3 separate regions of the Muntiacus reevesi genome follow, and all the other regions are linked to region 2. Evidence: chromatin contacts called from public Hi-C data. All regions are on one chromosome and are shown on one strand. The core of a region is the stretch at or near the end of the contact, and the rest is flanking DNA. Distances in the headings are between cores, read along the strand shown. Region 1 holds the start of FOXN2 (forkhead box N2). Region 2 holds the start of FBXO11 (F-box protein 11). Region 3 holds the start of PPP1R21 (protein phosphatase 1 regulatory subunit 21).

What was found. Hi-C and Micro-C count contacts between places; a contact is called where the count stands out from the background.
Region 1: a contact with region 2 is called in a Hi-C map of muscle, with 4 times the contacts expected there. The contact joins the promoter of FOXN2 here to the promoter of FBXO11 in region 2. A contact is called at or near these places in 2 of 3 Hi-C or Micro-C datasets (blood and muscle).
Region 3: a contact with region 2 is called in a Hi-C map of blood, with 5 times the contacts expected there. The contact joins the promoter of PPP1R21 here to the promoter of FBXO11 in region 2. A contact is called at or near these places in 2 of 3 Hi-C or Micro-C datasets (blood and muscle).

What each region holds. Positions count from the first base shown.
Region 1 is chr3:72,377,221-72,381,868 of mMunRee1.1, reverse strand. It overlaps FOXN2 (forkhead box N2), which reads left to right and starts at 1,470. Exons shown (of 6, transcript XM_065929311.1): 1 at 1,470-1,648.
Region 2 is chr3:72,743,381-72,748,260 of mMunRee1.1, reverse strand. FBXO11 (F-box protein 11) reads right to left here and starts at 2,437. Exons shown (of 23, transcript XM_065929315.1): 1 at 2,113-2,437. The coding sequence starts at 2,338.
Region 3 is chr3:72,285,845-72,290,365 of mMunRee1.1, reverse strand. It overlaps PPP1R21 (protein phosphatase 1 regulatory subunit 21), which reads left to right and starts at 1,666. Exons shown (of 22, transcript XM_065929303.1): 1 at 1,666-1,773. The coding sequence starts at 1,717.

The DNA.
Region 1 (4,648 bases), core at 221-2,720, 370 kb after region 2:
ACTTCAACTGAAGCATGTTGTATATTTGCTTTGTGGTCTTCTAACTCTGAATGCAGCTATGAGGCCCTCCAGAACAGTGTAATGAAAAGCAAGTGGAACTAGTAGATGACTGAACAAATCATATAAACAGTGTTTTCATCTGTGGAATGAGGGGAACATTTCCATTTTTGTTACAATATATGGTGATTCCTATAATTCTTCTGTATCTCTATCATCCCCACAGCTTGGCTTGTTTTATTGTCAGCAGGCAGCTTGTTTCATATTCTGCCCACTTTATACTTAGAACCTGGCTCATATACTGTTCATTGTTCAGGAAGGAAATGAACTTCAGTTAGCACCTACTGTGCCTCAGTTACCGTCCACGTCTATTTCATATACCCTTTCTTAAAAAATCCATTCAACACATTTGTGAGGTAGGTATTGCTACTCTAGTTTTTGAAGATGTAGTATAGGAATTCATAATTTTAATTATAAGGATCGAAGTGGTAACGGTAAAATGGAGCCTTGTGTCAGTTTCCCATTTTGACAGGTTATTTTTCTATGCCTCAGTTTCCTTAACTGTAAAGTGGGAATTAACAGGAGTTAGGAGAAGATTGGCAGATTTCATACAAAAACAAAACAAACAAGGAAGTATTTCTCAAATGGAACATTCTTATGCTGAAATTCGGCTTTAACTAGACACAGCTGAATTTTACCTGGCAATACTATTTTAGCATTACGGTTACAACAATGTAACCGTGTAAAGAATTTAGCCCAGCCCATAGCACTTAGAGCGCGTTCTGGAGCTCCTTATTAAATTTTGGGTCTGATTTCCAAGCCCTTTTTCTAAAAAAAAAATCTCAGACATTTTGAGCTCAGTTTCCACATAAACTTTCAGTCAAGCGAGGGTGATACTACTGTAAATTTCTATTAGTGCTTTACCGTTTCTAAAGCTCTTTCAATTAAAGCCTGGCCAATGGCGGAAAGCTCCTGAGGAAACACAGAGTTCGGGTTACCGAGGGCGGCCGCTGCAGTCGCAGCACTAGCTTCTCGGACTTACCAGCCTGGCGGCCACCCTCGCCCCGCCCAGCTGCGTCCCGCCCCCTCCCCATCTCGGCCACTCAGCGGCCGCGCCGCGACCCGCCTCACTCCTATAGGTCCTTCCCGGACAGGCGAGGCCTTTCCATTTTCCCGCCTTCCCCAGCCCCTCCACAACCCGAAACCTGACTGGCTCACAACGTCACCGCCCTGCCTTCTGTGCGAGCCCCGCCCTTCCGGACACCGCATCCCTTCCTCTGCCACCGGCCGCCTCAGCAGCCTGCCGGTTCCCAGGCTTGGGCCTCGGGTAGGAGGTGGGAGGGGAGTGGGAGGGACTGGCGGAGCCCCCTCCCGAGGAGTCGCTGGAGGCGGGGACTGGAGGGAGAGGCGGGGCTAATCTCCTTGGCGCCTCGTTGCCATGGCAGCGGGGGAGGGCGGCGGGAGGGGAGGAAGCAAACGGGAGGGGGATGTGGTACTGCTGCGGCCGCCACCGCAGCTGCCGCTGCCTGCTCGTGGCCGCGTCTTCCCGGAGGCGGCTACTGGAAGCGGCCGAGAGCAGCTGTGGTGCTCTGCCATATTGTGTCTTCCCCTACCCATCCCTCGCCCCTCCGCTGCGGCGGCCGAGCTGACGGTGAGTCCCGAGCGGAGCGGCGCCTTCCCCAGCCGGCGCCGCCCGGCGTCCGTGCTCCCCGCCCCGAGCCGCGCCGCGGCTCCCGGGCTCGGAGACAGCGCGTGCGGCAGGCGCCGGGCGTGGGGCGCGGAGGCGGCTGTCCCGTGACGCGCCCGGACATTTTTGTCCCGTGATGAACTGGCACCGCCAGGGGAGTCTTCCCTTGCGCGTGGCTTGGGTGGTTTGTGGGCTCCCGGGGGGCGGCGAACTGAGGATAGTGCGGCCCGGTGAGGAGTTAGGAGTTTTTCTTGAGGGGTGTAATGACGGCCCGGGAGCGGGTGTCCACGGCGGAAACCGGGGCTAGTGTTGCTGGCGCTTCGGAAAGGCTTGGAGGTGGCCTCGAGGACTCTTAGGGCTCGACTCGGGGTGAATCTACTGTTGAGGGAAGCGCCCCAAGCCCGTCGGGAGTCATTGCCGGAACCCCCTCCCCCAGCTTGAAGTGCAGCGAGACGTGCCGGGCGTGGAGTTCTCGTCCGGTCCCGGACGGACTGACTGGGCCGGGCCAAGTAGAGCCCGGGGAGGCGCCGGGCGCGGCCGGCAGTGAACTCTGAGCAGCCGGGCGGCCGAGCGTTGGGGTGGGCAGGGCTGGGTCCCGGATGTGGGGGTGATCGACCTCGGCACGCTCTGGCCCTTCCTCCAGCGGGCGCCCGGGGGTCCGCCGAGGGTGCTGTCTCGGGGTGGGAGTTAGTGTTTCTGCTCTGCAATATGGACACTTCCTGTTCGCCGCTTCTCTTGGGCCCTCTATCTCTGCCCTTCAGTTCTTTTTACTGGGAAGGCGAGAGGTCGTGAGGGCTTGTGCGAGGTCCCTCAGCTCTTCTGAGTTCGCCCCGTTGTAAAAGCCCAGAGTTTGGGACCCGGGAAGAAGGTGGGAGTCAGGGGAAAGCCGTCCCTGTGTGTAGTGCTCCATTTTACTCAACTCCACCCTATTGCCCCTTTGCAGAATGCCTCTGTTCCCATCGCGGCTCACGAGAGTTAGCGTGTCTTAATTCACTGGGGGCACACTCTCGGGAATTTTCCGGGACCTGATTTCTGCTTTAAAGTCTCTTTAAAGCAGCCCCTGTACTTCGTTTTCTGTTTATAGAAAAAAGCGTTAGCGTGCAAGGAAATGACACACAACTTTCTTTCACCCCAACTCAGGTTGTGGGAAGAGGTCGATTGTTATTTCCAGGTTAGTTGACGCTGTTAATCCTGTCTTCTGACTGTGACAGCCACGTGGCCGACTGGGTGTAATTGAGTGCCCTAGCACCGCTAGAGCAGAGGCGTCACTGGCAGCTGGGGGCTTTGTAGCCCTGCAGTTGCTTTGGACCCACATTTTGGTGTTTCCTGAGATGGGGAAGTGGACAAAGCTGAATTGTTCTTCTCTATCTCTGTTCCAACCAAGTCGACTTCTCCCTGTTTGCTTGCAGTCTGTGTAAGGTGCCTTCTGTTTTGATGATTCGTATTTGAAATCTAAGCAGTATTAGGTACCATTATAGAGTGATGGGGAACAGAAGAGTACATTATTGAGTTTCTCAACTCTGGGGGAAAAATCCGTTTGAATTTCAGAGTGGTTAATAAGTTTCTAATGTAATCAGAAGTAATCTCATTCTGGAGGATTTCTTTTTGATAGTTTCATTATAACCTGAAAAGATCTGTTACTAGTGGAAATACTTGTTTATAGATAAATACTTTGTTTGATTTGTGCATGGGCACTTTTTTTTTAAGGGAAAGTATTAATAGCTAGTATAGATGTTAACATCAACGGATTAAAATATATAAAAGTAAGAGACCAAGGACTGAAGATCAAAAATAACAAAAAGCAAAATAAATATATTATTAAATTATTTTAAAGTAAGATAAGTTAAAAAAAGGTTGAAGATAGATATTTGGACAGTTTGGAGTTTTCAGAATTTAGGTATCAATACAAACAATTTAAGTACATACAATCTTTGATTTCATCATGTTAAATTTTGTAAATATTTTGATAAATTTGTATTATTTCTGTAACATGTTTTTATTTGCATCACTTTTATTTGAAGAGTGCTAAACCACAGGAAACATTTAGAGTTATGTGAAGTTACAGCAGCACCATTTATTAGAATTTTAATATGCCATAATAATGGTTTTCAGGGAAGTTAATAGCTAAAAAGATTGGAGAGGCTTCAGTGCAGAAAAGACAATGCAATTGAGAAGTGAATATGTGTGGTGACCGCTGAAACGAATGCATAGTTGAGAAAGAAAACTAAATGAGATGAAAAAGTACTTATATAATGGAGGAAACACTGAAAACATATGCTGGGAGATAGCTACATTAATAGTTATGGGATGTGGCTATCAAATGAAACTTTACAAAGTGCCATCCAAACAAGGATTAATCTTGTTCTTGTGTCAGCTTGTATATGTGTGTCTTGCTTTTGGATTGTTGTCATTTTCGCACCTGCTTTTTGCATACTTGCAAAAAGGTCCTCCAGAATAAAGGGCCCAATTCCTTATTGATTTCTTAGGGAAGAAAAAGTGCTCTAGGATTTGATCCTTATTCTTGGGTTGAAGAGACATGATTAATACATGTGGGGAAAAAAAAGTTTACAGTGTGATGATCTAATTAGGAGTTAAATTGTATGATTCAGGCAGGTACTGTAAGAGTTGAAAAGGAAATTAGAAGGTTTGAGTAAGATAGAGGGGTAGCTTCTTGAAGAAATTAAGGTTTTTGCTTTCAGAAGTCTTACCTTCATGTTAGTCCCACTAGATTAATCTTCCTAAAGATTATATCACTCTATTGACCAAAACCCCTTATATCAAGAGTAATATCAAATTTCTTCTCAAGAGTCTTTGAAATTCGGACCTAGTCTTCTCCCATCTTATCTTCCACAGGAAGTGTTCATTATTTACTACTTCAACGTGGTTTAACAATTTACTTCTTTTTCCCTTGGCTGATACAACATTTTTCTGTTGGAAATGCACCTACACACATCCTCTTAACCA
Region 2 (4,880 bases), core at 1,188-3,687:
ACATAGAACAGTTTCTACTAACAGCAGCAAAGCAACAACAATTATACAGTGAATTTGATTTACCATTTGGTTGGGTACATACTGAAATTCTGATTCACGAACATCTTAGTTTATGGATATCAATGAAAAGAAAAATGACACTCTGGCATGTGACTGCCAACCACCAAGTCACTTTACTTCAAAAGGAAATAGACTTTAGTAGCTAATAATTTTAAACAAGAAAAGTGATCAAATATAAGTACCTCAACTAAGTTGAAAATACACACAAATGAAAAGATTCAGATTTAACATTTGAAAATACACAATCAGACTAAGTTTGGCTGAAACAGTCTGATGCACTGTTAATGTAATTAACAAATCAGTACATCTTGAAAAAGCTTACTTCTAGCAATAGAATACTTATCTTAGGATTTCAACCCAATGTCGTTGCTTTAAAAAAAAAAAAAGTCAACTCTATTACATATAGTGTCAATTCTGAGACTTGACTATTATTTGAATGAAACACAGGAGAACCCTGATATGCAAATACAAAAGGAAATGATGAAACTGTATTTTTAATTAAAAAAAAAAACCCTGTAAAAATATCAAAGAAACATTAAAACACATTTACCAGTAATGCAGCACAAGACCTCTAACTGGCTTGAACACATCCTTTCAAGCAACGTATAGTAAACTGTTTTCACAAGGACTATCTGTAACAGTAACCAGTGAAAACCGTTTAAACTATTTTTCAATTATCATCTCCCTCTTTCATTTGTTCGGTATTTTGATCATGTACAACAAAGAAACAATTTTTAAGGAAAGAATGTATGATTTTCAAAAGGCATTTAATCTTAATTCCCTCAGCCAAAGGAGGTGTGACAACCAACGCACGTAAAATTAACCTTAATCCGCCAACGAAAACACGCAAAATGTCTCCTAACAATTCCCCTCCTCCTTAAACAACAACCGTACACATAAATACGGTATTGACCTCCACCCCCACTGAGAGCAGCTAATTAACAAACAGAATAGTTACATTTGAAGATCAAGGTGCAACACCCCATCTCCAAAACCTCCCCAAATAACATCATCAAAGTAGAACTGAACATTATTTTTGCTAAATCAAGAATCCAACCCCCGGGAGCTTCAGCCCTTAGACAATGGTGGTTACCAGACAGAGCTACACAGTTGGGTCCAAATGACACATTTCACTAGGCCCTGGACACAACACACACAGGCACAAACACACGCACTCTCTCCCACAAGGGGTCAGTTCTAAGGAAGGGGCGTTCAAATCCCACTGGGAGACGGAGGGGCAGCATGGTGGCGTGGGGGTATCCTAGCGGAGGACAAGCGAGATGGGAGTCGATAGAGCGGAAGGGTAACTGCACCGCACGCGAGGGAGGGGGCTGGAAATGGCCGATGGATTCTATATTTATTTATTTAAAGGTCTTAATTTAACGGGTCCTTCCCAGGGGTTCTGTAACTAAAGCCAAACTGCGCAGCAAACATTATGAGGTTGGGAGAAGAGTCGCCGCTCCCCCTACCCCGTGACTTGGGGGGGGGGGGGAGGGCGGGGGAAACAAGTTCCCCGGCCAACACCACCGACCACTCCAACTCCCCCACTCCCCTCCTCCACAGGAAGGGGGAGGCTAACAGAGAAAAGGGGGAAAAACAAGTTCCCCAGCCAGCCCTAACCACCCGATCACTCCCAGTTGTCGCCCCCATCTTCCATTAGAAACAGGAGACCAAATCGTGGAAGGCAGCCGAAAAAGGAGAGATTCCACCCTTCGCCTTACCCCCACCCACCAACAGACTCCAGCGGGGTCCGTAAGGGAGCTCAAAAACCAGAGGGATGGGTCGAGGGGAGAGGGTGCCGAGCCCCCGAAACCAAACAAAGCGCGGCCTGAGCTAAGAGCCCAGGCGAGTCGGGAAGCCGCGGCTTTTCCTGCCGGCCGGGGCCCGGGCTGAGCTGACACTGCGGCACCGGGGGACCCGCCTCCGCTCGGCCTCCCTTCTCCCACCCCCCAGGCGCACAAGCCGCCCCTGCCCGCCCCGGCCTCCCTCCCCGCGGGTCCCGCCGGCCGGGCGCCCGAGCCGGCGGGCGGCGGGGAAGGAGCGCGGCCTTACCCCGCTCGCCGGCGTTGTTCCGCTCCTGGGGCAGCGGCGGAGGCGGCGGTGGCGGCGGCGGAGGCTGTTGCTGCTGCTGCGGCGGCGGCGGAGGCTGCTGCTGCGGCGGCTGCTGCTGGGGCGGCTGCGGTGGCGGCTGCTGCGGGGGCTGCTGCTGCTGTTGCTGCACCGGGCGCGGCCGCGACACTCGCCTGGGTCTCCGGTTGGCGGCTCGGACGGAGTTCATTTGCCGGGCTGAGGTGGCGGCGTTGGCGGAGGGACACACACACACACACGCACACGGATCGCGAGCTACGGGGCGGGAGAAGGGGGTGGGGAAGGGGGAGGAAGGAGAGGGGGCGAGGGGAAGGGGAGATGGTAAGGGCGGAGGGGCGAGCGGGACCCCGAGTCAAGAGAAAGGCCCGCGGAGACAGACAGAGACCGAGCGAGGCCAGGCGGGCGGGCCTGACGCACGGGGAAGGCCGAGGCCGCCGGGCGGGGCGGCCGCGAGGGACGGAGACAGAAAGACCGGCAGAGCAAGAGAAAGAAAGAAAGGGCGTCCGCCCGCCTGGGGATCCTGAGGCGAAGCGCGGCGTCGGCGGCTGAGGAGACAGACCCTGGTCCCGCCGACTCCCGAGCGGCGTCTCCGGCGGCGGGGGGGAGTGGGCGGGAGGGTGAGGAAGGGAGAAGGAGGAGAAGAGAGGGAGAGAAGGGAGGGAGGGAGCAGGGGGCGCCCGGCTCTTTTTTTTTCCTCTTCCTCCCCCCCACACCCCCTGAAAGAGATTTCTGAGAGGAATTTTTTCTCTCTTTCTTCGGCCTCTTCTCTCTCCTCCCCCCCTTCTCTCCTCGGCGAAGGGGAAATGAGTGTGAAGGGAGGAGATATGGGGAAAAAGAGGCGTCGTCGTTCCTCCTCCTTAAAGGAGCCTTTCCTCCTCCTCCTCCTCAGCCCCGTCGCCGCTGCTTCTGCTGCTGCTCCGTGGCAGGAGGAGCCATTGACACCGCCGGAGCCACCACTCGCCCAGTCGGTCCCTCCCCGCCGCGGGGCTGGCCAGGGGCGCGGGGGAGGGCCGTGGAGCGGCGGGGGAAGGGGCAAATGGGCGGGGAAGAAGAGGGGCGGGGATTCCGGCCAAGGAGCCAATGGGAGGCGCTCATACAACCTTCGGGCCAATGGGGCCTCTGCTCTTATCGCCAAGTCCCTTCCTTCAACGCCCTGTTTCCTCTCGGGTTTCCTCCCTCCCCCGCTAAGGAGGTGGGGGAAGGAGGAGATGGGGAGTGTGGTGGGGCGGGTGATAATGGGGAGGTATCAGGGCATATAATAGAGCGGGGGGTGGATGAAGAGAGCGCTAGTGCGTAGCGACGATTCTAGGAGAGGAGGTGCTCGGAGGAAAGGGCGGGGGCTGCTGATGTAATGGGGAGAAGTGATTAATCCTTCGGTTCGCCGTTTCAACCTCTCCCCGCCGCCCCCCCCCCCCCCCATCCGATTTTTTAAGCGGAAAAGAAAAGTAGAGCGAGGTAGCCAGTCTTTGATAACTGGGGTTTTTTTTGTGGTAGGTAGGTTCAAACTCTGAGCTGTAGGGAGCGCTAGAGATTCTGTACCCTTTAGTTCAGCTAAGGGTATTTGCTAAACCTTGAAGATCCACTTTACCGAGCTTTGAGCTCGGGAACCGAAGTTAGAAGTCGGTTCCTACTTGTAGTCTAAAAGGAGTATCTTAAAAAGATTGTGATCAATAGGGAATAGACCTTTGGTCAGTTTACTTATTGAAGACGCGGTCTCTATAATGTTTGGGGAAATAATAGGTGAGAAAAGAGGAGAAGTAAATGTGTTGAGGTTGTGATTGTTTATGTGATAAACGTTTTAATTTTTTTTTTTTTTTTTTAGATCTCACAAACTCAGAGGGAAAGAAAAGCCCCAAGGGGAATTATCTTTTGTGTCTGTATCTGGTCCCCTCAAGATAATCTCTCCCCAGGGAAAACGTGTTTTTATTCCCTCGCTGCTGTTGTGATGATTGAAAAAGTATCCTTTCTCGGTTCTTTCCGCTCTCTTTTGTTTATCACCTTATGGAAATGGTAAAACTGGCAGTTTACCTGATTCTCTGATTTTCGATCTTCAGGTGATTTCTTTCTCATTTCAGTTTGACTAGGTGCTGTCTTAGGTTTGAGATGGATGGCTAAGTGGTTACAAAGTACAATAAGAGAAGTAGGGGTAAGAGCGGGGAAGTGTATGTTTTGGGAGGGGAGAGAGGAACAGTAAGAGCCACTGTTGTGTAGGGTGTTTGAGTCTGACTTGATGTATGCCTCTGGGCAAAATACGTTTCTAACTTTCAGGGTTCCCTCACTTTAAATAAGAATTTACATTGGATTACATAATACTGTTTTTAATTTTAAAACATTCTCTCATTTTGGGATGAGCTCTCTTTGGTCCTGACAATGGAGAAACTTAGATCTAAGTTTGCTTCTCGAGAAAAAAATTGAAGAGGGAGGCTTACAATGAAGAACTGCAAATGTTTGTTTATGGTGGTTGTTAGCAACGTACAAATGGGTAAAATTTTAGATTTGGTTCAAGTAAATGTAGCAGGAAAAAAGGAAAATGACATGCTATTGTACATATTATAAGTGGATCCATAACTCTGATTTTTTCTGAAAATTTACTTTTTTTCCAGCATGCATTTATTGCTTCCTTCTGTGTATGCATTGCTATGTAAGGTGCTATGGGAGATAGCAAAATATAAAATGAATTGCAAAATATGGGGCATAGTTTGTATTTTGGTGTGGTAGTTGATTTAGTTAAT
Region 3 (4,521 bases), core at 417-2,916, 460 kb after region 2:
ACAATATTTAATTCTGCCGCTTGGTGGTGCCATGGAAAACTAATAATAATAATTTTTAAAATTCTGCAAGTTTGCTGGATAGTAGGGCTTGGCTGTTAGTCAACTGAAAAGTATAAACAACATTTTAAAAAGTTTGTAGTCCTTTTCTTACATTACAGTGGCTGAAAAGTGCATATACCAGCTCATGCTTTCACTTTAAAATTCCAGGCATACTCATAGTCAAACGTCAAACAGGAAAACTAGGAGGTATTTTTTTAATCATGGAAAAAATATCAAACGTTCTAAAATAACAATATAACTAACACCCCTTTCCCTACTACCTGGATAATAAATGTTAACTTCCAGTCACAGTCACTTGAAAAAATTAAATAAAAATAAAATTTATGCTTCTTTGTTCTTTCTCATTTCCCTTTCTTCGTTTTCTCACTAGAGGCAATCACAAGCCAGAATTAGACGTGTATCCTTCCAGTTCTTGTTTCTCTATTTTTAGTACACGTTCATGTGTCCATGAGCAGCACAAATGTTGCTTTATATTCCTCAAATGTATCTTTTCATGTTCTAGTATACTGCAATTTGCTTTTTACATTTCAGTGTTTTGTTATGTTGATAGACACAGATTCATGCAGATATATACAGATCTAGGTTATTAGTTTTATTAAACTGCGGTGCTGTAATTTATGGCAAACAAGTATCCTAAATTTATTTTTTATTCCTCTATGAACATTTCAATGTTGCAATAAATGCAATGCTTAGAATATCTAACATGTGAAACGTCCTCAAAACATATTTAATGAGCAAAGCGGCATAAAGTATTTCAGGCAGGCTATTATTTGCTTCAATTGTCCAGTTACGTTGTTAACGTCCACCCTATCTGCATGCGTGGCAGGGATCATTCCCTGAAATTTCCTAAAACCTTTTTACCCAATTCTCTGAGAAAACGCTCTGATGCAGTGCCAGTATGGGGGCAGGGCTGGGCGGGTGGAATGGGTAGAGAATGGACACAAAGACATCCCAACGTCAAAATATAAGACAAAGAAGGTTTGTCTGGAGCAGAACAGGGTGACAGAAGCGCGCTTTATAAATCTGGGGAGAGTTTACAATGCAGGCCATATCCGGGGCTACCATATCCGGATAGCAGGTAGCGGAATACAGAGGTCTTTCTCTCTGAGCACCTTCTGAAAGATGGAACCATCAAACGACAGGCGTTGCCATGGGAACCAGTAGGGGAGGACGGTGTGTTCGACCAGAATTCTTGATGCGCTTAGAATGTTTCTTCTTCCGGTCCTCGATTCTTCGCACCACCGCCCCTCTCCGCCGTCCCCCGCCCATTCTGTGGGCTCTTATCATTTTCTTCCCCTTTTAATGCTCTCCTTCCCTGTTCTGGGTCGCCATCTTGGACCATGAGTCAAGATGGCGCTCCCTGGTCCTAAAGGCAGAGCCCAGGAGCGCCAGCGATTCTGCGCGTGTACGTGCTCGGGCGCGGGAGGGCGGGGCGGTGACGTCAGACGTCGCCCCGCCCCCGGTGGTCGCTCCACCCCTGGCCCCACTCCTCCTTCCTCTCACCCGGCGAACCCGGAAGTGGAGGAGGAGGCGCGGCGGCGGTGGCAGAGCGGGCAGGAGCTGGTGGAGCCATACCCGGCAGCGTGTCTGGGGTTGGGGGCGGGGGGTGGGGCTGAGTGGCCTGGGCAGTCTGGCCTGGACAGGGCGGGGGAGGCCATGGCCTCGGCAGAGTTGCAGGGGAAGTACCAGAAGCTGGCTCAGGAGTACTCGAAGGTACCCGTCGTATGCGGGGAGTAGGGGGTCCCCGGTCCTGCGGCCTCGGGTTGCCTTGGCAGCGACTTGTCGGGACAGAGGGAGACGGTGGAGGGGGCACGCGAGCGCGCCCCTCCTGTCTCCTCCGCCTTCTGTATCTACCATTACCGCGCTTCCACCTGCAGTTCCCAGGAGATGGGGCCGGGCGGTGTCTGGTCAGTGTGCGTTTCTGCGGGAAGGAGCTGGAGTTTGATTCTTCCTTCTCACTGAACTAGCGGGCTTGGACAGGGATGTCAGAAATCCTGGCTTCCGCCTCTGGTGCTGGTCGGGAGGGGCAGGGAAAGGTGAGGACCATCGCTTTCCTGCTGCTTCCTCAGTTTTCCAGCCCGGCGATGGGAAGGATCAAGCTTTCTCCTTTGCCACAGGGATGATGTGAGGATAAAGAGATTTATCTGCCTCCCCCCGACCGCCCGCAATTAAATCTGAAGTGTGAATAGAGTCTTGCGTGTACGCTACTTCACCAGAGAGAGATGGTTACAAATGGATTCAGTGCTTTGGAAAGACGTTGTCTGAAAATGATTTTGAAAGCTGGAGTGCTAGGGCTGTGTCCTTTTCTCTTTTTCTTGGGTCGCCTGGAGTGGGGCAGAGCACCCAGAAGATGCTCAGGACATGTTGAATTAAGCAAAATAGTGACCTTTCCCTTTTGTCATATTTATGGCATCCGTCTGTTAAATGATGGGACCCTTTTCTTGGAAAAGGGCGTTGCTGCTTTTCTGGGTAGTGTGGTTCTGCCTCAAGAATATGCTAATGAAGTTCTCGAAGCAGAATCTCGCGTCTTTGAAAATAGATTCAGTAGTCATTAAACTTGGTTTTCAATGATCTTGGCATTCAAGGGAGCATGGGGAAGCTTAGACTCCTTTTTACTTTGGAGAAACCAAGACACACTTTAAAAATTTCATATAACAAATATGCAGCAAGGTGAAATGCATTGTTTTGTGAAAAATAAAACCTGTACCTAAACATACACACTTAAGTCTTCACAATCACATGGAAGCCTTTTGAGATTATTATGGCACTGTTATTCCAGTGGCGCTACTATTGGCAAGGGCTTCCCCAGTGGCTCAGAAGGTAAAGAATCCGCCTGCAGTGTGGGAGGCCTGGGTTGGGAAGATCCCCTGGAGGAGGGCATGGCAAGCCACTCCAGTGTTCTTGCCTGGAGAATCCCTATGGACAGAGGAGCCTGGCGGACTATAGTCCAAGGGGTCGCAAAGAGTCGGACAGACTGAGTGTCTTAAGTATGACCATTGGCAAGACTTCTGCATTTCCCTTTGAATTTGTCTCTAAGAGCCTCTGGCAAGATGTTAGTGATGACAAGTTTTTATCCTTTGAAGGCATTTTTTGTTTCTTTGTTTGAAAGGGCAAGAAATTATTTAGAACAAATCCATGTGATGAAGTGTGGTGGGTAGAGGATGGCAGCTCGCACACTTGGCTCTCCTATTTTGGGGTGAAAATGTTTCATGAGTATAAAGTAAGGGGATTGATTTCCTTTTCCGGAGAGTAAACAAGCTCAGAAGGCAATTCCAAATGGCAGAAGAGAGTTCTAGAAATATGTAGAGCGGTGACTGCACTGCTGAAATAACAGCCTCCCAAAAGTAGTGAAAACTTTGAAAAGATTTTATTCTTTTGGCTATGTAAGCTCTTTGGTTCAGCAGACAGTTATGTGCCACCTGTGAAGAGTCTGCCAGGCCCCATAGAGTGAGGCAGAATTCCACCTTAAGGAGAACCCTTTAATAGAATATTCAAATGTACTTAAAATTAATACAAGATGACAAGTGTTAGATCAGTGGGCGCACAGAAGAAATGGCAGGTAAGAGCAGAAGTTACTCAGTTGGGGAGTAATGGATAGGGAGGAAAGGATGGATGGTAGTATTCCAGGCAAAGGAGACAGTCTCTGCTGACTTGAAGACATGGTCAGATACATGACAGAGAGTGGTGAAGTATGGTTGGAGGGATAATTTGGACCCAATCATGAAGAGTTGTGGATGTCAAGTAAGAAGTTTGAACTTTGAATAAATGGAATAGACACTAAAGGTTTTCAAATGGGAGAGTGACATTGCTTTTGGAAAGATAACTGGTAGCTGTGTGGAAGATGACTGAAATGGGGAAAGACTGGTGAAAAGGAGACCAGACTGCGGGCTCCTTGAATAGCACCAGGGAGAGTTATATAGGATTAAATAAAGTTTGTGACTGTTAAGATGGAAAGGGCTTAAATTTAGGAATTATGGTTGACAAATATGGTTTAGCTTATCTGTTTTTTGAGTGCCTGCTTTGCACGTAGCCACAAACTTATGAAGGATATGGAAGTGTCAGGACACTCATCCTTGTGTCTCATTCATTCTGTGGGACGTCACGTGATGAGTGAGGGAAGACTTGAGAGTTGACTCTGAGATTAACCCATGGACTGCTCTGACGGAACACCACTGCCAACTGGCAGAGGAGGGTGGGTCAGAAGGCGCACCAGTTTGGAGTGAAGGTTAGATGTAATCATAGAATTATGGTTGGAAGGCATGCTGAGGCCATCTGATTCACATAGTAGGTTGAAGTAATGTTGGGGTCATTGTCGAAAATTTCTAGTGGAGACAGACTGGCTAAAAGTCAGGACAAAGGCCAGAACTTTTATTTATTTATTTTTTTCATTTATTTTTATTAGTTGGAGGCTAATTACTTTACAATATTGTAGTGGTTTTTGCCATATATTGACATGAATCA